7 separate regions of the Mus musculus genome follow, and all the other regions are linked to region 1. A link is a contact called in public HiCAR-type, HiChIP or PLAC-seq, capture Hi-C and promoter capture Hi-C data. All regions are on one chromosome and are shown on one strand. Each heading gives the region's core, a stretch centred on a gene start, on an enhancer-like site or on the middle of the called end of the contact. The rest is flanking DNA. Distances are from core to core; before and after follow the strand shown.

Region 1 (3,275 bases), core at 575-3,074:
CCTTTAGAGACTTGTCTTACAATCCCTCAAGTTTCTGCAACTTCTTCCTAATATCTCTGCTAGATTGGTCAATAAAGGCAACAGTAACTGTTGCCTTATGCTCTTCACTGCTAGGATCATAGTGGGTAAACTGGCGAAAGGCCTCCATGAGTCTCTCTAGGAAGGCAGAGGGAGACTCATTCAGCCCCTGTACCACTTCCCTTACCTTAGTCAAATTGGTGGGGCAGTGTGCTGACCCTTTGAGACCTGCCATCAGAGCCTGGCGGTGGACCTTCAGGTGCTCCCTACCTTTAGGGGTGTTGAAGTCCCAGTTCGGTCTGGTCAATGGGAAGCCTGCATCAATATTCCCTGGCAGGAGGGAAGGGCGCCCACCTGACCCCGGGACATGTATCCTAGCCTCAAGGATTCGCTGCTTTTCCTCTGTGGTAAAGAGAACCTGAAGCAGTTGCTGACTATCTTCCCATGTGGGCTGATGGGAGAAGTGATTCAATTAAGTTAATTAGACCTTGTGGATTCTCAGAAAATGAGGGGTTATGAGTTTTCCAGTTATATAAGTCATTGGAGGAAAACGGCCAATACTGAAAGGCTGATGACCTTGTTCATCCGGGGACCATAGGCCGGGAGGGGCAGAATATGGGCACCCTCAGGAGTTGCCTCCACTGTCTCTGAGTCTCCTGAGCAGGTCCCTCTGACCTGGGGAGGGAGGAGGATGGCGAGTCCCCCTGATTCTCCAGGCGGAATGGGCGGGGCCAAAGGCCCTGCAGCTTGAGCTGCATGAGGAGAGAGAGAGAGAGAGAGAGAGAGAGAGAGAGAGAGAGAGAGAGAGAGAGAGAGGATAAAGGGGAGGGAGATAAAGAAGAAGATCAGTATCCGTGGTGGGGAGAACATCTTTCTTGGGCCTATCCTGAAGGGCGAAGATTGGCACAGCCATTGGTCCTGAAGAGGAACCGGGCGAACACAAGGAGGGGGATCGGTGACTAAATCTTCCCACACTATGATATATGGGACCTGATTAGGGTGGCTCTTCGAGCCAGCACCAAAAATGCACCTCTTGACGGACAATATAAGAGGCAGTGAGAAAGAACCCTCAGGAGGCCATCCAATCTGAAAGGTGGGCCACTCTGACGAGCAAAAAGTAAACCATTTATTTTTCTTCACATTTACTGAGAGATTGTGAGCTCTAGTCTTAACCTCCCTCCAATGTTCTAGAGTAAAACTCGGAGGGGTGGAAGGTCAGTGTCCCATTCTGTCCAAAAATAACGTCAGTCCCAGTCCACACACAAAAAGAAAAACAGAAAGTAAAATACCAACGCGCCCCTGCCACGAGCGCCACAGAAGATACACTGAATAACTTGGTAGTGGTCTCTTTGCCACTGACCCCCAGATGAAGTCGAGCCCTCCCGGATCTCGCGGATCGGATCCGACTTCCCACTCTGAGAGTCTGGAGCGTCCTCCAGGACTCTTCGTTACCGCAGCGTTAAGGTCGCTTCTGGCAACCCCCGGCAGACAACTCCTTTGCAAACCGAAACCAAACTGACTTGCAGCCGACTCAAAATAGAGGGAACAGACGGAATAGACGCGCGGAATAGACGCACGCCAAGGGCGGACACAAAGAGACACAGCCGCGGTACCTGCTCGAACAATCCTCCGGTCTCCTGTCACTGGACCCGCCAGCAGGACGATTCCCGGTCAATGCACCAAATGTAAGACCCGTCTAACGCCCATTTTGTGCTTCTTAAAGTCTCACAGTACAAGAATTTTTTTTTTTCCTTCAAGCAAATGTGCGGAACTTGTCCCAGTCTTTTTCGCGGGGTGGGGTTTGGGGGAGGGGCGGTGCTCGTCTTCCGGTCCCGCCAAGTACTCGAGGGTTGATTTTACTTCGCGGGCTCCCATTGGGCGGTATAGCGTTGGCCTCGTACGATGATTGGCTGTTTCCTTTTCCGGTCTGGCTGTGTGATTGGCTGACTGGGAACCGAGGGGCGGGAGGCGCGAATTCATCTGTGTGGCGCTGCGGAGTGCAGCCTGGAGAGGGAGGAGTGGCTGTACCTTGGTACCTGGCAGCGTCGGAACAGCCGGTGAGGGAGGACTTTCGTACTCGCGAGCTTTCCTTGTAGGTCGGCTCCGCGTTGCCTTCTGTCAAACGTCAGCCGTTCCTTTTCTCTGGGAGCGGGAGCCAGCCGTGGGCAAATGGAAAGGAGGGCGCGGGGAGGGGACGGGCTCCTGCAGGCTGGCGCCGGCGGGCTCTCGGGCTCTATGGTGTGGCTCCCCGTGGACATGTGAGAACTAGGAGCTTGGGGAAGGAAAGCTGAGGGCCAGGGAGCCTGTCCTTACATTCTGTGAACGCAGGCTGGAGGTAGCCCCAGCTTCCGCGGTACTTCTGGAAGGGCTACAGATTTGTTAACCCGCCCCCCCCCCCCCCTTCTCTTAAAGAGACAGGGTCTCACCCTCCAGCTCTGGCTGGGCTGGAACTCGGAGTGCAGACCTGGCTGCCCTCGATCGATCGTACAGAGATCCACCAGAGATTGTTGGGGGCCAGAAGAATTGCGCCACCACATCCGGAAGTGTGATTGTCTGATGAGTTTTGAGAGGAATGTTGCCACAGCTTCAGGCATAGATTGCCATCTCGATTAATTTTAGTAACACAATATTGAGTTTTTGCTTCAGAATAAGCTGTTAGAGTCCATTAAACCTCAGAGGTTTACAGATAAAAATCAGTGATTGGATACTTTTTCTAACAATATCTTTTATTTATTCTTTGATAGTTTATGCATATATACAAAGTATCTTGACCTATCCCCAGTACATCCTTCACACTGCTTCGGGACCCCTTCACACGCCCCTCCCACCCAATGAGTCCAATTAGTACTGCCTGATGGGATGTTGACAGGTCTCCTTGGCTTGATTTTATGCAGGTCTTGTCTGACAGAACAATATTTAGAAATGAAAAATAACTTAAGAGTGGTGGGTTTTTTGGAGCACAGAAGCTGTGGTTAAAGTTATTGACTTCATGACCTGTTGTACCTTCTGTCTTAACCATCTCCATTCACAGACTGAGTTTACCAGATTTTCTCACCACTGTCGAAATTCTTCAGTCAATAAAAGTGTCTGGGAGGTTAGGTGATGCAAACAGTGGGATTTAAATCTATTTTGTTTCAATTATAATCTCCTGATTTCAGAATTACTGAGCTGACTCAGCAGGTAAAGGACTCAACCGAGCTAGCAGTGTTTAATTCCTGAGACCCACATGGTGAGAGGAGGGAACCTATTCTGTCTCC
Region 2 (3,275 bases), core at 288-2,787, 970 kb after region 1:
CATGTCAGTTTGGACTCCAAAGCAAAGCTCCAGTTCTACTTCTAAAAAACAAACAAATAACACCCCCCCCCCCATCGTTCCCCAAAACAAAAACAACCAAACAACAGAAATTTGAGTTCACTGCTACCCACCAGCCTCCACCCCCACCCCCTGTCTTGGGAGATAGAGAATCAGTGCAAGTTTAAATCCAAAGCTAACAAGTTATTGTTCCAGGCCAGCCATGCCCATAAGTAGGACCCTGACTCAAAATCAATCATCAATCAATCAATCAAAGGGTGTTTTAGAGGTTTCTATGTTTTTTTTTTAAACTTGATAAATCTGTCAACCCTATTTTGAGGCTGACTACAGCTTTCCCAGGTTTGTCAATTATAGCCTAAGAAATCACAGGACTGAAGAAGTTTAAATGTGTGTATGGTTAATCAGTTTCACTGGATTTAAAGTGCATTTCTCCATTTGTTTGACATGCATTCTCAGACTACTAGAAGAATTTGGTAGGCAAGCCAAAACATTTAATAGATTCTTTTTTTTTTCAATGCAAAAATGGGGAAACGGGGCTTGAATGATTGCTCAGTAAAAAAATGCTGGCAACTACCTTTGATCCCAGCACTAGCGAGGCAGAGGCAGCAAGATCTCTGTGACTTGAGGCTAGCCTGGTCTACAGATAAAGTTCTAGGAGAGCCAGGGCATGTTAAACAAATTTTTCTTCTTTTAAAAAAAAAGAAAAAAGAAAATTGTCCCAGCACTCGGGAGGCAGAGGTAGGCAGATTTCTGAGTTCGAGGCCAGCCTGGTCTACAAAGTGAGTTCCAAGACAGCCAGGGCTATACAGAGAAACCCTGTCTCGAAAAACCAAAATTTAAAATAAAATAAAATTGGATAGGGGCTGGTGAGATGGCTCAGTTGATTAAGAGCACCGACTGCTCTTCCGGAGGTCATGAGTTCAAATCCCAGCAACTACATGGTGGCTCACAACCATCCCCAATGAAAAAGAATCTATGAGCTAGGGCTGAGCGAGTAGAGCAGGAGACAACAGGGCCAGAGCAAGAGGGACAGGCCTGGAACTCACACTGTAGACCAGGCTGGCCTGGAGCTCACAGAAATCCACCTGCCTCTGTCTCTGCAGTGCTGGGATAAAAGTGATGGGCCACCACATCCCTCAATATAGATTTTCTTTGTTTGAGACAGGGTCTCACTCCATAGACCTTGACCTCAGGAGATACCCCTGCCTCTGCCTCCCAAGCGATCCATTCCAAGTGCACCACCATGCCCCGTCCGTGCTGTGCACTTTTGTGAAAAAAAGATCAGTCCTAAAGTTCGTTGATCTAAAAGATCAATTCTTAAAGTTGAAGAGGGCTGTCGTCGAAAAACTCACTGAAACGAGACTGTGTTGGAGAGCCACAGCACGCTGGATAAAACACCACTCCAACTACCGCCCAGCTTCCCCGGTGTCTCGTCCTTTAGGAACAAGCACCCAGCGCCCCTCAGACGCTCCGCGCTCTTTCTCCGCAAGTTTTCCGCCTGCCGCATTCCTTCCCGGGCGCGTCGGCGCGTCGCGCGTTGACGTCATGACGCACACACGCAGCCCCGCCCATGCAGAGCTGAGAGCCTGGACGGAACTGGGCTCGCTCTCCTGTTGGGAATGTGAGGCTCTCGGTACGGTCGTGGTCTGCGTTCGTCCGGATCTTCCGTGGCCGCCGCTACCGCCGCTACCGCCAGCACCATCTGCCCTCAGGCCGCGCGCGCACGCAGAGGCCCGGCAGCCGGGTCCGAGAGGCGCGCGCACGCCCGCTCGCCCGCGTGGTCGCCGCCCCTCGGAAGCCTCCGGAGCCTCACACGGGTTCGCTACGGAGGGAGGCGGAGGCCTGCGGGAGGAGGCGGAGGAGGAGCGAGGGAAGATGGCGGCCGTGGAGCTCGAGTGGATCCCGGAGACGCTCTACAACACCGCCATCTCCGCTGTCGTGGACAACTACATCCGCTCGCGCCGCGACATCCGCTCCTTGCCGGAGAATATCCAGTTCGACGTTTACTACAAGGTACAGGCGATCTGTTCTATCGGACCCCGCCGCTGCTCCTGGGCCGCACCCCCTTCCACGTCCACGGCCCGGCCTGTAGCTCTCGAGGTAGCGTCGGCTGCGGTGGCCGCTTTCCGATACGCCGCCACCCCCGCGTCTGCCTCCCGGTCTGTGCGGCCCGGGGGGGTTCTTGTGTGAGAGCTATCCGCCATCCCCTTAGGGGCCCCAGGGTAGGCCTGCGGGAATGCCTGACCCAGCCGAGTCCCACCCGGTCCTCTAGTCGCTGGGGTATTTTCTGTCTTCTCTAGTGTTTGTATCAGCTGGACTTTTTTGTTCCGCTCCACCCCTAATTCTCCCTACTTTGTCATCTCGTCGATCCTCTTTACCCGAGTAACTGCTTTCTTTCTTTTTCTTTTTTTTTTCCCCTCCCTTCTCTAATCCGAGTTTCGTCCCTTTCCTTTCTTTCAATCCGAAATGATTTAGTTAGGGCTTAATGAAAATGGTCTGTGGGCTTCATTTGCATATCCTTGAAAGCTTTTTTGTGTGGTTTCTAGGTTTGTTTTGGTTTTTCGGTTTACACTTTGGGTTAAATTGGGAATTTTACTAATAGATTAGTAATAGACTGGATCTTTAGAAAGGACGCAGTGAAATTCCCTGAAAGCAAGAAGTAGAAATCTGAATTATACCAATGTGTATGAAAAGTGCGATTTTGCAGCATTCTTGCGTCGCTCCCTCTCAAAAATCTGCACAGAAAGTCCCAAGTTGCTCTCCAAGGAGTTTCAAGGGTAAGTGTTCATAGACGTGGACAATTTTTGCAGTGTTCTGAGAGGGAGGAGAACTTTATGGACTCGGAGCCTCCCTTTTCCTCTCCCCCACGTTTGAGTGTGAACACTGGCCTTATTCAGGGATCCTTGCTTTGAGTCAGCGAGAATTTCAGTTTCCAGTAGCCACTTTTGCAAAATATGACCAGTAGAGCTTTTATTTTTAGATCTTTAGTATTACTTGATTAGTTAGTTGTCTCCCAGCAGTGTAATTTGATATTTAGCAGATTTGTATATTCTTATCTTTGTTCGGTGTTTTAGGGCGTTTGTTTTATTAGAGAGATTGTCTGCTTTTTCCAGCTTGAGAACATTCTTTCAGAATTAGCAACTGACATACTGCAGTCTATAAACCCTGCTGCTGCTTTGCACCAACCCTTACTTAACAGGTAAACTCATTTCTCTCCTAAATACCTGGAGAAGATTCATCTTGACAGCATGTGTTAA
Region 3 (3,275 bases), core at 406-2,905, 890 kb after region 1:
AATAGAGTGACTTTCTTACACCACTATAAACGAAGGGTTTTTAGTGGCAGGAACATAAATTCTTTTCTGTAACAAAAATATGCACCATATACCCAGGGCAAAATAAGCAGCCATATAACCCTCGGGCATTTCTGTTATCTACAGAAGTACTGTCTGTCTCAGAGAGATTCAAAATTTAGATGGGACTACAATCACACTTAACTTTTAGGAATTAAAATACCTGTTACCAAAAACTACTTTGATGAGTAGTGACATGAGTGCTTTTCAGTATGAACTTTTGGAAAACTGAATGCAATTCTAAGTATCCCACACACACACACCAAGAAGTTAACACATGCCCCTAACATGGAGCCAATTTAATATTTAACACGTTGCACACCTTTCTCATAAACAATTCAAGGGATTACCCCAAAACACTATCACAAAAGTAAGTTGCCTATGTTACACTTCAGCCCTTCTAAATTGACTTACATCGAGCCAGAGCCATTCAGGTCAATCTGAAGAAGTGACACCACCGGTAGGAGGCAACCAAGAGGAACAAGCCCAACAAGAACAAAATTATGACAGATGCTAAGGGAACGCTCCAATTCTTGCCACCTCCTGCTTCTTTCACCTAGCCCGTGTAGAAACGTTTCTTAAATTTATCCCTCGGTTACAATCTGGCGCCGGCATTCAAACACTTCTGAGCGTGCTGCTACCAAAGTGAATTAGCGAAGGGAGAGGGGAGACTGTTGCCCCCTGATCGTAGGAGGGAGGAGATAATGCAAGGAGCGGTTGCTGGGAGACAAGCCATCCTAGCGTTTCCGAGGCCACTCGGTGTGCCTAGAACTCCAACCATGACAGTCTTCACTCGCATCCCTTGTTGGACAGCGTCGCTTGATGGATAGCGCTCTTGGTACCGGGGAGGCCCACGCGGTGCTGATGCTATAAAAAGCCCAGGGGGATAAGGGGAGAAAAGAAAAAAAGAGGCGGGCGGGGAACTTACCCAGTTTCTTCCACATGGCGAGGTGACAGGCGAGGAAACCTTTGCGGATGGCAGCGCACACCTTGGCGGGCTCGGACGAGGTGAAGCCTTTCTGCTTCTTGATGAAACCCCACAAGTGCTCCCGGGCAAACTGTGCCGCCTCCCGACCGCCGTGCCCGTCGCACACTGCAAAGAAGGCCACCGAAGAGCGGCGGCGACAGCAGCGGCCAGCGGGTAGCGAGGCCGCGGCGTCCGGGGCAGGGTCGCGGGCCGCCGCCGGGCCTTTTTCCGATGGCCCGACGCCGGCGAGAGTGGGGGTCGCCGGCAACCCGAGCGCCCGCCGCGGTACCGGCGCCGGCTTGTCCTCCGCAGCCGGCTCGGGCTCCACCACGATCTGAGTTACGTCCTCCATGTACTTCCTCCCGCCCTGGTCCGAGAAGACGCTCACTCCCAGCGAGTACAGCCCCGCCATGGCCGGCTGCCCGGGATCCCGCCGTTCCCACGCAGCCCGCCGAATTCCGAGGCGGGAGACACACTCGCCGCTCGCCGGCCAACTATTGTTTATCTTCGACGAAGCCGAGAGTGAAGAGGAGGCGGTCCCCGCGGCGGTGGGGGGGGGCGCGTGATGTCGGGACTTGTCCGCGAGAGCTGGGCCGGTCGAGTCGCGGGCGAGAGGAGCCGAGCAGCTGCGCCTGCGCACTGAACTCGCTCCCCGCCCGCCCGCGCCCACCATACAAATCAGACGTTCTTTCCCCCCCTTTCTCCTGATGACGTCACTCGGCTCGCTGAGACAGACCAATCAGGAGTCAAGAAGAGCAAGCTCGCCCCCGCCCTCCTTCCACCCCCGCATCTCTCTGCAACCGCTGATCTCGCTCGGCCCGCCGACCGGGGGAGCGCGCTCCTTGCCCGGTTTGTTTTCTCCAGCCTAGGGCTTCTGTACCCTGGGGGTTTTCCGCTGTTACTAAGCGGCTGAAGCCTCAACCTGTCATCTTTTTTTCCCCTTAAATCCCTAACGTGAGACTTCTGGCTTTTCCCCTTTGGTCCTTTTGCAGAGCCAGTTTTGCCTCCCGCGATTGTGGAAAATTTGCAGAGGTCAAAGGTAGACTTGACCTTCCACTTATTTCAAGCGAAATGGCGCGAAAATGCCCTGCAAAGTCGTTGGTCCGTGCGCTAGACCAGCGTAGCACGCGTGAACTGGCTTGGGTGGGACTTGTCCGGCTGGGAGTTAAGGGAAGCAGTCGGGTTTACTTAAGAAGACTTGGAATTTTCCACCGCCAGTTGCACAGCCCTGTTTTCCGCGATAACGTTAGGTCGGAGACCTGTCGGCGAGTTTAATTCCTAACACTTTACAGCCCTTTTTTTTTTTTAAGTATTTTGCATATTTCTTCCTCTTTTCAGCGTCGTTAATACTTTTTCGGACTCGTCTTGAATACAGCTATTACTGCAGAATCTAAGTTACCGTTTGGAAAAGGAGCATACAACAGGATCTCCATGCCCTAAAGACACGGTTATTTCCCTCCGTTCACAGAAGTTGACAGTCCCAACAACAAAATGAATGCTTTTAGACTGATTTCCACGAAATTGAAATAAGTTCTCGAGTGATCAACTTAATATTTTCTTAGCACCATATTCTTTTGAGGGAGTCAACGTGTTCCTTTATTATTTTCTGTACAGCCTTTGAGATTTCACAAAAAGCGTAATGGAAACTTATTTACAGCAGCATGGGAAATGCAAACAACAAGGAAAGGCTTTATGCTGGCCTGCCTTTCAACAACAGTTTCTATACCTCCCAAGACAATTCCTTTTAAAATTGTCATTAAATATTTATTTCATTTTCATTATGTGTGTATCTCTGTGGATGTTGTGTGGAGTCCCAACCCTCCGCCTACAACTGGAGTTACAGGTGGTTGTGAGCCAGATAGGCGCTCCAAACCAAAAAGCAGTGCAGGCTCTTAACCACTGAGCCATCTCTCCACTCCCCTAAAACAGCATTCTGAAATAACTGGGCCTTAACTTTTTTTAATTACTTTTTTTTTATGTACATTGGTGTTTTGCCTGTATGTGTGAGGGAGTCAGATTTCCTGGAACAGAAGTTACATACAGTTGTGAGCTGCCTTGTAGGTGCTGAAAATTGAACCTGGGTCCTCTGGAAATCCAGCCAGTGCTTCCAACCACCATCTATCTCCCCGGTCCCTTTAACAGTTTTTTTTCCCCATTTTTTATTAGGTATTTAGCTCATTTACATTTCCAATGCTATACCAAAAGTCCCCCTACCCACCCACCCCCACTCCCCTACGCACCCACTCCCCCT
Region 4 (3,275 bases), core at 477-2,976, 870 kb before region 1:
GAACTCAGATCTCAAGTATACCACTGAGTTACATCCCCACTCTTGTTTGTTCTTAATATTTGAAAACAGTAACTAGCTTGAATTCATTCTGTAACCCAGGCAGACCTAGATTTTACAATCCTACTGCCTCAACCTCCAGAGTTGCTGGGATTACAGACCTGTACCCTCAGGCCTGACTTAAATGTTCTTTAATTAAATACCTATTCTATGAAATAATTTGCTAAATCTCACCAATCTATAGTAACTTTCCCCAGCATATGACAATCACCAATTGTGATTATGCTATCAATTAGATAAGTGCAAAATAAGTTGAGACCCAATGTAGTGTATTGTAATTGATCCTATTTTCCCAGATACATTTAAAATAGTGTCCTGACAGGATTAGATATTTTAGTCCCAATGTTTGTGAAATAGAGTGTTTACCACCTTTCCAAAAGCTGCCACTTGACCCAGCAAGATGGCTTAGTGGGAAAAGGAGCTGCCACCTTAGGTCTCCTTAGGTTGTCCTCTGCCTTTACACGTGCACACACATACACTACACAGGAAATAAGTAAATGCATAAAAAATAAATAAACGAGATAGGATCGGGTGCAGCAACCCTTGCCTGCAGTTCCAGCTAATGAGCTGGATGAAACCAAAAGACTGCTTCACCCTTAGGAGTTTGAAGCCAGCCGGAGCTCAATACTGTGAGTCTGCCTGTTGTTGCAATTGTCCTGGGACTCAAACCCCTGGCCTTAAGGGAAGGCAGACGCAAGTGGATCTCTAGCCCTATTGTCATAGCGAGTTCCAGATCAGCCTCGGTACATAGTGAGACCCAGTCTCTAAGGGGGGGGGGGGCCGGGGGGGAGGAGACAGGAAGGGAGGGAGAGAGAACGGAGAGAGGAAGGGAGAGAGGAGAAAAGGGAAAGAAAAGAATCCCAATACTTAGAAGGCAGAGGCAAACTGGTCTCTGTGAATCAAGAGGCCAGCACACAGTCAACACAGTGAGACACCCTGTCTCAATAAACAAATCCAAACCTTGAATGTGCTTGGAAAGTGCTTTACAACTGAGCCACAGCCACAGCCTTTGTGGCTAATTACTTTGCATAAAATACGATCCACAGCTGGGCTTGCCTACCATCCCAACACTCTGGAGGCTGAGGTAGAAGAACCTGAAGTCGAAGACTCTATCCTCTGGTATATAGTGAATTCAAGCCCGGACTGGGCTAAGTAGATCCTATCTCACAAAACCAAGACCCTGCCCCCATAAAACGTGGTTCCTACTGTATTTCTAGTTTGTAAGGTAGGAGATGAAAAAGAAAAATGGAAAAGTTAGTTGCCAGTCTTTATAGGAAAGGACTTAGTGGTCAGTTTCTTTATTCATGTTTATTTTGTACTGGGGCTTGAATCCCGTACGATCTAACCAACTAGGCTACGAGTTCGAGGTATCAGTAACAATTCTTCGCTTTTCCCACAGAAAGGACTAGGACCTGGCCTGGAATCCTCCTTTGATGCACATTTCCCAGTTACGTCAGATTTTCCCCGAAGGCTATCCTGGCTTGAGAGCGTTTTCGGCTTAGGGACTGCCCAAACAAATCCAAACAAATAAAACCACTGGCAAGTTTCCAACCTCTTGCCTCGGGGTCTTCTTCGAAGCACCTGCGCGTGGGACCACAGCTGCCAGACGCCCAACGCTCCGCGCCGTAGCGCGCCTGCGTATCTGAGCCCCTTTGTTGCTCGGGCGCTGGGGTCGGGCTGCGCCTGCGTGCTGAGTCCGCACGAACAAGTGCGCTACGCCGAGGGCACCGGCTGAGGGCGAGCAGACCTCGAGCAGCTGCCGGCGCTGCGGCCGTTGCTACCATCACAGCACAGTCGGGGTCTCAGGCCCAGAAGGCGGTGACCGAGGATGTCGTCCACCGCGGCTTTTTGCCTTCTCTCTACTCTGGGGGGATATTTGGTCACCTCGTTCTTGTTGCTTAAATACCCAGCGTTGCTGCACCAGAGAAAGAAACAGCGATTCCTCAGTAGGCACATCTCTCACCGCGGAGGTGAGAGGGGTCCCCAGAACCCGATGGCGGGGATGGGGGAGGCTTCCTAGCAGGAGGTAGAGGATGGGGATTCTGGAGAGGCTGACGAAGAATGGGCTCCTGGAACTGGAGGGCTTCCTCAGATGAGTGGTCCGGAGGGGAGGGAAGGAAAGGGGTCTCGTGTCCCAGTCCTGGTGGGCGTCTCTGGGGAGCTAGGGTGACAGGGCTTCTGTGAGGAGGAGAAGCGCAGGATGAGAGACAGAAGTGGGGCGTTCCTCGGCCGATGGAGGGATGATCGGGAGGTCCCTTCTTGGCAGCCTGGCACAAAGCCGGTGCAGATCCAGGAGACACCCGCAGGGGGAAGTAGGAACGGACAGACTGCTTGGAATAGGCTGGTGGCTGAGTCCGTGGGGAAGAGCTTGGGCTCCGGCAGAGCTGAGGATCTGCGAGTACCTGGAGCGAGAGCTGAGGAGTCTGCGATGCCACGCTCCACGCGTTTGTAATTGAGCTCTGGAGAGAAATGTCTCCAAACCAGGGACATTTTCCAAGGTCACAGAGTGTGGACTGAAGTGGCACAAGCAACTTGGAGAGTTCTGGTTCTAAGGATTCCAAAACCTAGCACCTGGGTTGTTGTTTTACTTTGATTTTTGAACATTACCCCAGCAATGGTTGGTGGGCTTCTAAAAGACTAAAATATTTAGCTTATGATCAGTCAGTATTTTTTTAAAGATGTTTCTCTTGCAAAAGTATATTGCTTTTATACAATATCAAGTATATAAGGGTTGAAGCGAGTCCGCTCCGCCTTCTAATTTACTATAACAGGCCACATCTTTGCTTCTTCACTGCTGTTCAATAATGTGGCTTCAGGACATTTCAATTTTTTTTTTTTTATAAGTAATAGTTTTAATTTTTTTTTTAAAGATTTATTTATTTATTATATGTAAGTACACTGTAGCTGTCTTCAGACACTCCAGAAGAGGGAATCAGATCTCTTTACAGATGGTTGTGAGCCACCATGTGGTTGCTGGGATTTGAACTCTGGACCTTCGGAAGAGCAGTCGGGTGCTCTTACCCACTGAGCCATCTCACCAGCCCAGGACATTTCAATCTTAAGGTATAAATTATGAAAATTTTCGGTCACTTTAAACTTTTCTTTAGGGTGAATATAGCACCGGGTTAAAATTGCCTGAAATGTATCATACAATGGTAAACTCTATAGTTTAAAATTTGATGGAGTACCGTAATGATTTTTGGTTTTAGATTTTTCAA
Region 5 (3,275 bases), core at 314-2,813, 850 kb after region 1:
CACCACACCCAGGAAGTTACTTTTCTTTTTTTAAGATAGGGTCTTACCCAGGAATTGAGGCTGACCTTGAACTATGCAGTATCTGAAAGTCAAGACAGTTCAGTCTTTGGCAGAATCTTCCTATAATTTATAACTAGGAGGAAAAGAGACAGAGAACTAAATGGGAACTATATAACACAGGATCACTTAGAAAAACAAATATAGGGCTGAAGAGATGGTTCAGGGGTTAAGAGCACTGACTGCTCTTCCACAGGTCCTGAGTTCAATTCCCAGCAACCACATGGTGGCTCACAACCATCTGTAATGGGTTATGAAGCGCTCTTCTGGTATATCTGAAGACAGCGACAGTGTACTTACATATATAAAAATAAATAAATCTTTAAAAAAAGAAAAATAAAGAAATGCAAATATAAAGCTCAGTGGGACATAACATACCAGCAGTTCCAGTTCCCAGGAGGCTGAGGCAAGGAAATTGCCTTGAGTTCAAGGGCAATGTAAGCCTGAGATTCTTAGTATTTTATTTTTAAAAATATAATAATAATAATAATAATAATAATAATTTAAAAAGCTGGTCACAGGTGGTGATGCATATGCATGCCTGAGAGGCAGAGGCAGGAGGATCAGGAGTTCAAAGTCAACCTTAAGGGCACAGCCATATAAAGACCAGATGGCCCATGTGAGCCTCAGAACAAATACACGTAACAGGATACCACTCTGCCTTCAGATAAATCTGTTGAGGACAGATAAAACTGTGTAGCCACATTTAAATAATATTTTAACCTCCAGCTATTGTAACGTAATCACCAGCGTGTAAACAAATTTGGAATATAAACTCGTATAATATAAGGAGCCTCTGGATTTTCCCACAGTCTAAGTAAGTCCCAGACCTTGACTATCTAATGAGTTTCTGAATCATAGAGGTGGTTTGGAGAGTACAGAGTCTGCTTCATTATGGTTAAAGGGGGACTGGCAACAGAACTAAAGATGTCTTACAAGGCTCAGGAAAGCCCACAGCCTAAAAGCATCACTTTTAAGAAGGGTTCACTGTACCACCTCATTTGAAAAACCCCAAACTGTTGATCCCCACATTCCTATACAACCCAAACAACCCATTGTCCCAACTAGTCCAGCTACCCCTTTCTTAGGCAGTACCTTTCACCAGACCCCTCAGTACTCTCATCTTCATTCCACCCTCTATTACCCGAACCAGTCTCCCCACCTCTGTCCTTTAAAGGCCTTGTCACTTGAGAACAGCTCCTCGAAAGCCCCTCGGGCCCCACTCTCCCCAAAGTCACGGGAACAACACTCCACACTTCACCTCCAAAGCCCTACCACCACTGCCCCCGGCCGCCCTCTGGCCTCTTGCCCAGCTCTCCTCCAGTTTCAGCACCTTTCCCCGTCAACTGGGGCTGGTCAAGCCCTGTTTCCTCATGCTGCCTGTCCCTTTCCCTCTCCAAACCTCCCCTAAGCCAAAGACCCGCCAGCCCTCTCACCGGCCGCTCCGCCGGTAAACGCTGTTCTCCAGCTTCAGGCTCACTGTTTGGAGTCTCCCTCGTGATTGACGGCTAGCACTTCCTACCACGCCTCGGCGGAACCACCGCATCAGCCAATCCCAGGAGCAAACTGGCCCCGGCGCGGCACCGCCCTTGGAGGTCAGCTTCGCCAACCAGCGAGTAGGAAAGAGGCGGACCCGCCTTCAGAATCCATCCAATCCGCTGGGGCTGGAGGGAAAACACAACAGTATGGAAGTTCGGGTGAAGCGGGTGGGTCAGGTTCGGTTGTGAATGCAGGCGGCAGGGGAGAAAAGGCAGGCGTGTCTGCGGGCCTGGAAGAGGCACCTTGGTGGATTTTCTGTTTTAAGGAAACGCTACATGCACCAAATACCTGCGGACCTCAGCCAGAAGTCTCCAGCGAGGAGCCCGAAGCCAGGTATACTGGTGTGTTTACATCGAATTCTCGCGACAGCTGATTTGAAGCTAAAAGCACGTGGACGTGGCAGCTGCCAATCACTTTTACCTGACCACTCAGGCTGCCCGAGCCCGCCCTCCACCCCGCCCGCGGCGCTGTGTTTACCTTCCGGGAGTCTAGGCTGGCAGTCCGTGTTCAGTCCCCTGCTGAGTACGTCTTGCTCTGAATAAGGGGGCCTGTAAGAAATTTTGTTGGAGTCCTTAATGGTTACTGTCATAGGAATGGATGTTCGTGAACATCTGGAAATGGAGAGGCCCCAGACTTTGGAAGGGGGAACTTGTTGCACAATATAGGGATCCATAGAGAGTCTAAGAAGACTACCTGGGGCTTTGCAAGATGGCATTGGATACGTCTTAAGGGTTCATGGAGTCTCAAGTAGTCGTAGGCCGGGAGCTCTTGCTTAAAGAAACCCACAATCACACTCCTAGCTTTCCCATATATCTTTCCCCTGAGCACCTAGTAACCTGTACCAAAATCTCTTTTTATGGGATTCCAGTAACACATGCACTATATTCCCTATATTCCCAGCACTGGTGTACATAACAAGTTCTAAGCCAGTCCAGTGCCACCAAGTTTGAAAACACTGTCCCTTCCAAAAAATCTTTTTTAATAAGATATAATTCTTTTAAAAATAATAAACGGGCCTGGAATTTGGACATGATGCTCCTGCCTAGATGTGGACTAGGCGGCTAGGTATGACCAACAAGGAATTCGTAAAAGTACCTTTGCCTATCATACAGGTTAAAGTAGACTTTTTAGGCATGTCATCAGTGTCAAGAGTTAGCTGGAGGTCGTGGTCAAGGCCAAAAAAACTCATTTCCATGGCCATATGTCTTAGTTAGGGTTTCTATTGCTGTGACGAAACACCAAGACCAAAAGAAACTCGCTGGCTGGGCAATGGTGGGGCACTCCGAACTCCGAGCACTTGGGAGGCAGAGGAAGGCAGATTTCTGAGTTCGAGGCCAGCCTGGTCTACAGAGTGAGTTCCAGGACAGCCAGAGCTACACAGAGAAACCCTGTCTCGAAAAAATAAACAAACAAAAAACTTGTTGAAGAAAGGCTTTATTTGACATACAGATCCTAAGTCCACTGAGGGAAGCCAAGACAGAAATTTAAACCAGGCAGAAACCTTGAGACAGGAGCTGTAAAAAGGCCTAGAAAAAGTACTGCTTACTGGCTTACTACTCATGGCTTGCCCTGCCTGATTTTTTATAGACTCCAGGACCACCACTCCAGATACAGCACTATCCACCATGGCCTCAATCACTAATTAAAATGCCCTACAGGCCCGCCTAAGAGCCAGATCT
Region 6 (3,275 bases), core at 351-2,850, 810 kb after region 1:
CCAAGAATCTATCCATTATAAAGGGCTGGCCAACCTTCCAAAGTAAACATATATTCAGAGGAGCTCTTACAGAGAGAAAGAACTCACATCTTCCGCGGCTCTCCTATGTACCCTTTAGAGCTGTGAGCTGCAGGGTTTTCCTTTCCTGTAAATATTCCCATGAGGAACCCCAGCCCAGACAGTGCTACAACAGCACCACCTACCCAAAGGCTCTAAGAAGTCAGAAAGCAGGCCTGGGTTGCAGGGCTCCACAAGCCTTTCATTTCGGTAACAAAATCCATGAGCAAAACACAGTGGGGCTCTCAAGTCTCCATCTTATAACAACAGATAAGAAGGAAACTGTTTAATAAAAAACTGGAAGAAATTATTTGGTGAAATCTTCCACCCAATGCAGCAATCAAACATTTTTCTGAAATCTTAAAATGTACCACTTCTTTGGTTTCTAGACACACATATATGAATGGACTAAGAAATGGTATTGCCTACTTCTATTAAAGATGTGTTGTTAAGTTCTGAGTCTCCACCTCTTGAGAATAAACAAAGAAGGGCAAAGCAGAGAATGTTGAGTAAGCAATTACATTTTGAAAATACAGTAAAGATAAAAAAATAAGTCTATTTTCATAGAATTAAAAATAAGGTAAAACTTACAGTTGTAATAAGAAGGGTAATGAAAAATCGCACTTGTGAAATTTACACACATAACAAACTACAATGTGAACACGAAATCTCCTGTTCTGTGCTTTCATTTCCATGGGCCTGAGCAGGCATTTGTGGCTCGATCTAACAAAATTCTAACGTTAAAAAATATAATCTTATTACCCTGAGCCTCTGTGCTCCAATATACTATTGTTTTAAGATCTCTCAACATAATTGCAATACGTTTGTCCTCACTGAATTTAATACACTAGAGCAGAAAACATAGAAAAAATCCAAACACATGAAGCTTTACAATAAAACAATTTTCAAAACAAAGCAACCTCCTTATTCTAACCTGAACACATCTTTACATGTACAGCAACAGGTGAGAACAAAAACCAGGAGGATAACAAAAATGCACCCCCACATTCACTGCGGGAGCCCGCACTGAGTTGGGGAGCTGAGCTAGAATCCTCAGGTACAGCCTAGGAAAGGGAATGGAGGAGGCACTGTGCCATACACAGAGAGCTGGGGACATCCTAGACGCCTGACTCTATGCTGCTGAAATCAGAAGCATAGTTCTAACTGCAGAACGTAAGTCGCAAGTATCAGCCTCCCGGGAAAGAACCCTCCAACCATCCGTGAAAATCCTACATGAGAACAACACTGCGCGCAGACAGCACTACTCGGCATAGCCAGACAGGGCCTTCACATCAGAAAGCACACAGACGGGGATGGCTCCCAGCTGCCTCTAATACTTTCATCCAGCATGTTCATGGGTAACTTTGCTTTCAAATAAATACCAAAACAAGGTTAACTCAGTCAAAACTACTTTTGGGTTTCCCAGAAAAAAAGATCTTAGAAAATGGCAAAGAATCTCAATGAGGGAGAGCGTGTGGCCTGAAAAGTGAGCTGCAAGCTTACTTCTAAACTGAACAGCAGGGGCACGAGAGAGTGGACCCAGGACTCCAGGCTGGAGAGGAGGGTACACAGGAGGCCGCTCCCTCCCAGAGTTCCTCCTGGTCTCCGCCTTTGTCCTGCTGGCATTTAATTTCTGATGACAGACTTTTGTTGTTTAGGGCATAAACCGGACGTACCAGTTTGAAGGCACAATAAGGAGAACAAAGAATGATTTGTTCACACTGTAGGAAAAAAAATCTTTTCCAACCATAGAAAATAGCTTTCGCATGGTGAAAATATGCAAATTACATACCAAACTGGAAGGGAGTTGGGGAATACAAGTTTAGAATCTCACAACTCAACCTAAGGAAAAGGAAATTACAGTGCAAAAGACAGCGATCCACACACAGAATCATCTGGGAGACCTCTGAGAGCCAGCCTGCTCTGAAACCCTGGCGTGTCACGGACAACAGAATGGATCCCGGGTGAGCCCCAGGACACACACAGTGCTCTGCTCTACAGAGACAGAGAACTAGAATCCAAAGACTTTTTTGGCAAACTCTACTGACAGACAGCTTTCTATTTAAAATGTACGTGTCATCAGTTATACATGTACAGGCTAATGAATGTTCCATAAAGCATCTATGCTACTGACATACACCTCAAAAAAATTAGGCTGGTAACAAATGCAGAGGCAGGCGAATCTTGACCACATCTTGGAAGCCAAGCTTGCCTATACAAGAAATTTCACACCAGCTCAGACTAAAAGTTGACACTCTATCTCCAAAAAAATTAATAAATAAAACAACAAAAAGTTACAAGGCTTCAGAAGGCTTGCCACATCCCTCCCCGGTTATAGCCACAATCTTAACTTTCAAGACTGGGCACACATTTGCATTACTGGACACAGTGTAACTGGGGTCATATAGTATACTCTTATAGAACCTCTTCCACATTACTATGATTATAAATTAATTCATGTCAATGAATATGATTACAAGTCTTTCTTTCATTGGATGAAAACACTATGATTTTACATATCCCACCACTGACAGGCCTCTAATACATTTCTAGTTTGGACCCAGCAGAATTCCAGCTTCCTGGCCACCACAGTAACACAAGAGAAAGTTGGACATAATGATACACACCAATAACCCAGCACTTGAATGCTGAAACCTTTGAAATTACAGTTTCAAGGGCAACCTGGGCTGTGGAACAAAATCTTGTCTCAAAAAACGAAAACCAAACAAAGGCAGCTGGGCTGATGAGCATTACTGTGATCTTACTCAGAAGACCCAAGTCTTGTGTTTCTTGGTCACAGGTTCAGGCTCTGCCTGCTGGACTATACAGAGTGGCATCAAAAATCACCAAGGCGACTTAGTGAGAACCTATCTCAAAAACAACATTGTTAATAAACAGTGCGAGGATACAGCGCAGTGTGGGGATGATTATGTAACGTGAGGCCCTAGGATCAATATCTAATTCCACCAAACAATCGTACAAACAAATCAAGAAAAATTATATAAGAATTCACTAATTCTTCCAGTGGACTACCTGCCAGGCCACCATGATGTCATCTAATTTACAGCAATCTATACCACTTTATTTGTGCTATTTTACAATACTGTACAATACTAAATATCAAAAACTGACAGTAATGGTTCTTTGAGTTTTTAGAAATTGAACCCAGGACCTTGTACACACCAGGAAGGACTCAACCATGAGCCACATCTCTTGCC
Region 7 (3,275 bases), core at 198-2,697, 790 kb before region 1:
CAATTGTAAATATTGACAGTGCCCCTACACTGAAACCGGTATCTGCCGGCAAAAATGAGTGGTTTTGTTCTTACTAACGTTGGGACTTTTTTTCATCCCTAACCATGCGATGTACATTCACTGAAGACAATTTAGTTGATTGCATATGTATTAAAAACAGCTGGGTGGAGTGACAGGTGACGTTTTTGAGTCACCCGGGGATCTACCCAAATACCAGCCTGGGTTTGTGTGTAAACTGCTGCCAGATAGGAGACCAAAGGTTCCTGGGCCTCCTTCAGCACCCCAACCCCGCATGAACTTTTTTTTTTTCTCTTTTTCAGTAACCTGGCTAGCTTGGACCGATCTAACCAAGAATGACCTTAAACTTCTAACACTTCCCAAGCCTTGGGTTATAATTGGGCTATAAAGCAGAGAACCACCTTGTCCAATTACCTTGTGTTTTTTTCTCTTCTAAAATAGCAATGAAAACATGTATTTTGCCCCAACACCATTCAGAATCCCAGTGTCTTAGAAAAAAGGGTGGGTCTGCCGTGTCTCCCCCGCCCCCCCCCCCGCAGAAATTCTTTTATCAAATTGACCTGTTTTCCGGTAGGAAGACTCTGCCCCACTCCACCCACCTGGTGCCTCCCTGGACTTCCCGACTGTCATGAGTTTATTTTTTAACCCTCTCTTCCTTGAAAAGCACCACCCCACTGACCCAGAATGCCAGTTCCTCCCTTTTGGTCACCTTGACTACTCTTATTGTATTTTCTGTTGCTAATAGACCTCACTAACCATTAGCAATAGGGATCCCAGTTTCTCTATAGTCTTTCTCTATGCTCTTCCACTCTCAGTACTGGGGATCCAACCCAGGGACTCGAACACACCAGACAACCCTTTCCTAGTTTTAATTAGGAAATTTCGAGCAGGGCAGAGGAAATAGAGAATCTCCGCTTCTGAGCAGGGCATGGGTGGGCATGACGAGACTGGTACTATCTTACTAAATACACCTGCCTTGAACTCTGCGGGTCACTTTTAGTAACTTAGGCTCTGGGTCAGGAGTGGCTTAAAAAGTGGAGCGAGGAATTACTATCTAGGTTCTCAAAACAAAAGCACTGTAAATCCCACTTCCCAACATAACCCCGGGTCCTGGGAATCCCAGTAAAGCCAGACAAACAGGCTCCTATCTCAGAGAGCTCCCCCACTCTAATCACCTCTTCTCCCAGCCCTGCCCGCCAGCTGCCAGGACTGGCGGGACCCAGACCTTGCCACACTCCTCGCACGCGCGCCCCGCCAGGGCCGAGGGGCGGGTGGGGGTTGGGGGCGGGAGGCAGGGAAAGCAGGGGCGGAGTTCCGTCCTCCAGTGATTGGCTCCTGGCGGATGGGCTGCGGCCGTGCAGGGCCAACCAGTGGCGTGTTGCTATGTGCTGAGCCGATGGGATAGGCGCGGGGGCGCGTCTGTCACCCGGCAAGCCCCCAGCCCGGATTCGGAGGGATGCGGAGCGGCAGTGGCGGCGGCGGTGGCGGAGACTGTGGCTTTAAGAGCGCGCAGGGAGCGCTAGAGTCAGCCGTGCAGTCCTTCATCGCCAAGCACTCCGGAGAGCCCGGCGCTGGCCGGACCGGGCAGCCTACCGCCAGGTATGAGGGATCTCGAGCTGGGCTCGCGTGGGCGTGGGGCGCATTCCGCTCCAGTTCGGGCTGTGCGCCCTGGGGACGGTCGGGCTCCTGGGCTGCGTGCAGCCGGGCTCGGCTGGGGCGGTGCTGTCGCGGTCCCGAGGGGGCTCCCCGAAGGTTCCCGGGGTGCTAGGGGCGGGGAACGGGTTGCTGCAGCCACGTGACCGGTTTGTTTACAAACACTGGCGCGCGCTCCGGGTTCGGGACTCGGCGGGTGGCGACGAGCCGCCTGGCAAATATGGGGACCCAGAGACCTGAGCGCCAACGCCTCCCTTGTTCGGCGTGACCCACCCCCCACGGATGGCACCCGGCGGCACCCGGCTGTATGGTCGATGTCTCCATTGAGATAGTTGGGTCTGGGGCACGTCGCCCTCTAAAGTCCCCGGAGCGCTTCGGCAGCCCCAAGCCAAGGGAACCACAGCGAGTTCCTGCCTGGACGCTTCCCGGCGCCTCCCCTGCGGCCTTGCCAAGGGGTGGGCACGAACTCTGTTGCCAGACTCGCTGCGGGGGCCTCTGCGGAGAGTCCCTCCCGCAGCTGGCTCCTGCCTCTCTTCCTGCTTCAAGTTTACCTGCCTGGTTGCTGACTCCCTTCGGGTGATTTTTTTTTTTTTCCGAAACAGTGGAACCTTACACCCGTCTCCTGGCTGGCACTTAGGGGGAAGCACTGTTGCTTTGGACCCCTCGTGCAAAGAACTGCCTGCCACCTCTGACTTCACTTTTACCCACAGTTTTTAAAAAGCTGAGCGAGCATCCTCCGGTTTGCCTAGCCTTCCACGGCCCGGCTGCTGGAAATGGCAAATGCGCCGGAGCCCTGCTTTTTGGCTTCCTTGTTGATTTGTTGTTGCCACGTTGGAGGGTCTTTGAGCCACTGAGTTGGAGTCCTATTAGTCTTTTGTTCCTCATGCTTGTCTTCGTTCTCGCAAGATGGGCTCCCTGTCCAGAGCACTGAACAACAAGCCTAGGGATTACTTTTCTGAACCCCATTTACAGAACATTAGAGGCACAAAGGAATTACAGTAAACCTCATGCTTGAGGCTCTGCAGTAGTCTGCCTGGTTTGGGGGTTTACAGGATCTGGTCAGTAAGATTGGGTTGCTTTTCCTTTTGGCACACACTGCTGTAGGTTTTACCTGAGTTCAGTCCATCAGCTTTCTTAGCATTTGATATTCTTATCTTTGAGGAAGTTTCACTCTCTTTACATCATTTTGTAAATTCTGTAATTTGTCAAAAATAATGGCTTTATTAGAACATTTTCATACACATATCTCATTGTGACTGGTTCATACTTAACTATGACTGCTCCCACCCCCGGTTTTGTACTGAGCTGTGATGAGTGACTGGGTTCTTTACAAGCCCGGCCTGAGAAGAGCTGGGGAATCTTACCTTAGGCACTGTGATTTGTCCCGGATTCCACGACAGGGTCGGATGCGATAGAGCGGGGTACCTGGGCTCGTGCACTGCCTCAGTTGGGCTCTGCCTAGTTTAGGGTTCAGTAACATCACTTCTTAGATCTCTCTGCTTGCCTTGAGATAAGGGTGGGAAATGGAAAATAAAGAACACAGATAAGAATATGTGCCTTTGCCAGGCAGTGGCAGTACACGCCTTTAATCCCAGCATCTGGGA

Evidence for each region. Promoter capture Hi-C pulls out the DNA fragments that hold promoters and counts their contacts. HiCAR-type assays count read pairs that join an accessible place to other places. HiChIP or PLAC-seq counts read pairs in DNA pulled down with a chosen protein or histone mark. Capture Hi-C pulls out chosen DNA fragments and counts their contacts.
Region 2: a HiCAR-type map of astrocytes shows a contact between it and region 1, with 6 times the contacts expected there. The contact joins the promoter of Appbp2os here to the promoter of Brip1os in region 1. A contact is called at or near these places in 4 of 39 promoter capture datasets (hippocampal neurons, liver and pre-B cells), 1 of 484 Hi-C or Micro-C datasets (B cells), 8 of 115 datasets of contacts at active chromatin or transcription factors (acute myeloid leukemia, astrocytes, bone marrow-derived macrophages and 4 more) and 2 of 9 other capture datasets (adipose tissue and liver).
Region 3: a promoter capture Hi-C map of second pharyngeal arch cranial neural crest shows a contact between it and region 1, with 5 times the contacts expected there. The contact joins the promoter of Ppm1d here to the promoter of Brip1os in region 1. A contact is called at or near these places in 11 of 39 promoter capture datasets (the 3T3-L1 cell line, 3T3-L1-derived adipocytes, the C10 cell line and 7 more), 2 of 484 Hi-C or Micro-C datasets (embryonic stem cells and regulatory T cells), 13 of 115 datasets of contacts at active chromatin or transcription factors (the NIH/3T3 cell line, astrocytes, bone marrow-derived macrophages and 9 more) and 3 of 9 other capture datasets (adipose tissue, liver and pancreatic islet).
Region 4: a promoter capture Hi-C map of adipose tissue shows a contact between it and region 1, with 2.3 times the contacts expected there. The contact joins the promoter of Gdpd1 here to the promoter of Brip1os in region 1. A contact is called at or near these places in 1 of 39 promoter capture datasets (liver), 5 of 115 datasets of contacts at active chromatin or transcription factors (bone marrow-derived macrophages, double positive thymocytes, embryonic stem cells and 2 more) and 1 of 9 other capture datasets (adipose tissue).
Region 5: a promoter capture Hi-C map of liver shows a contact between it and region 1, with 5 times the contacts expected there. The contact joins the promoter of Bcas3 here to the promoter of Brip1os in region 1. A contact is called at or near these places in 3 of 39 promoter capture datasets (the C10 cell line, embryonic stem cells and neural stem cells), 4 of 484 Hi-C or Micro-C datasets (B cells, CD4 T cells, embryonic stem cells and 1 more), 22 of 115 datasets of contacts at active chromatin or transcription factors (the NIH/3T3 cell line, astrocytes, bone marrow-derived macrophages and 15 more) and 3 of 9 other capture datasets (adipose tissue, liver and pancreatic islet).
Region 6: a contact with region 1 is called in an H3K27ac HiChIP or PLAC-seq map of differentiating embryonic stem cells, with 6 times the contacts expected there. The contact joins the enhancer-like site here to the promoter of Brip1os in region 1. A contact is called at or near these places in 9 of 39 promoter capture datasets (the 3T3-L1 cell line, 3T3-L1-derived adipocytes, the C10 cell line and 4 more) and 11 of 115 datasets of contacts at active chromatin or transcription factors (T-cell acute lymphoblastic leukemia, bone marrow-derived macrophages, craniofacial prominence and 8 more).
Region 7: a contact with region 1 is called in a capture Hi-C map of embryonic stem cells, with 2.4 times the contacts expected there. The contact joins the promoter of Ypel2 here to the promoter of Brip1os in region 1. A contact is called at or near these places in 1 of 39 promoter capture datasets (pre-B cells), 1 of 484 Hi-C or Micro-C datasets (the G1E-ER4 cell line), 6 of 115 datasets of contacts at active chromatin or transcription factors (bone marrow-derived macrophages, double positive thymocytes, embryonic stem cells and 2 more) and 1 of 9 other capture datasets (embryonic stem cells).

Annotation. Positions count from the first base shown.
Region 1 is chr11:86,199,909-86,203,183 of GRCm38.p6, reverse strand. It overlaps Brip1os (BRCA1 interacting protein C-terminal helicase 1, opposite strand), which reads right to left and starts at 1,824. Exons shown (of 7, transcript NR_130959.1): 1 at 1,632-1,824. It overlaps Brip1 (BRCA1 interacting protein C-terminal helicase 1), which reads left to right and starts at 1,991. Exons shown (of 20, transcript NM_178309.2): 1 at 1,991-2,075.
Region 2 is chr11:85,233,428-85,236,702 of GRCm38.p6, reverse strand. Appbp2os (amyloid beta precursor protein (cytoplasmic tail) binding protein 2, opposite strand) reads right to left here and starts at 1,537. Exons shown (of 4, transcript NR_028329.1): 1 at 1,371-1,537. It overlaps Appbp2 (amyloid beta precursor protein (cytoplasmic tail) binding protein 2), which reads left to right and starts at 1,583. Exons shown (of 13, transcript NM_025825.3): 1 at 1,583-2,031. The coding sequence starts at 1,894.
Region 3 is chr11:85,309,634-85,312,908 of GRCm38.p6, reverse strand. It overlaps Ppm1d (protein phosphatase 1D magnesium-dependent, delta isoform), which reads right to left and starts at 1,655. Exons shown (of 6, transcript NM_016910.3): 1 at 986-1,655. The coding sequence starts at 1,436.
Region 4 is chr11:87,072,588-87,075,862 of GRCm38.p6, reverse strand. Gdpd1 (glycerophosphodiester phosphodiesterase domain containing 1) reads left to right here and starts at 1,726. Exons shown (of 10, transcript NM_025638.2): 1 at 1,726-2,027. The coding sequence starts at 1,886.
Region 5 is chr11:85,351,452-85,354,726 of GRCm38.p6, reverse strand. It overlaps Bcas3 (breast carcinoma amplified sequence 3), which reads right to left and starts at 1,563. Exons shown (of 24, transcript NM_001166643.1): 1 at 1,494-1,563.
Region 6 is chr11:85,391,091-85,394,365 of GRCm38.p6, reverse strand. All of the region lies in intron 5 of Bcas3 (breast carcinoma amplified sequence 3), which reads right to left. Among named protein-coding and RNA genes, the nearest start is that of Bcas3, 40 kb to the right of the region's middle. Within about 2 kb of position 1,600, at least 96 of the 459 cell types and tissues checked have an H3K27ac peak or open chromatin away from gene starts, as enhancers often do. A contact at or near this core is called in craniofacial prominence, differentiating embryonic stem cells and forebrain, where this site is marked.
Region 7 is chr11:86,991,934-86,995,208 of GRCm38.p6, reverse strand. It overlaps Ypel2 (yippee like 2), which reads left to right and starts at 1,447. Exons shown (of 5, transcript NM_001005341.3): 1 at 1,447-1,617. It overlaps Gm51915 (a long non-coding RNA gene), which reads right to left. Exons shown (of 3, transcript XR_003949754.1): 2 at 3,036-3,175; 3 at 872-2,866.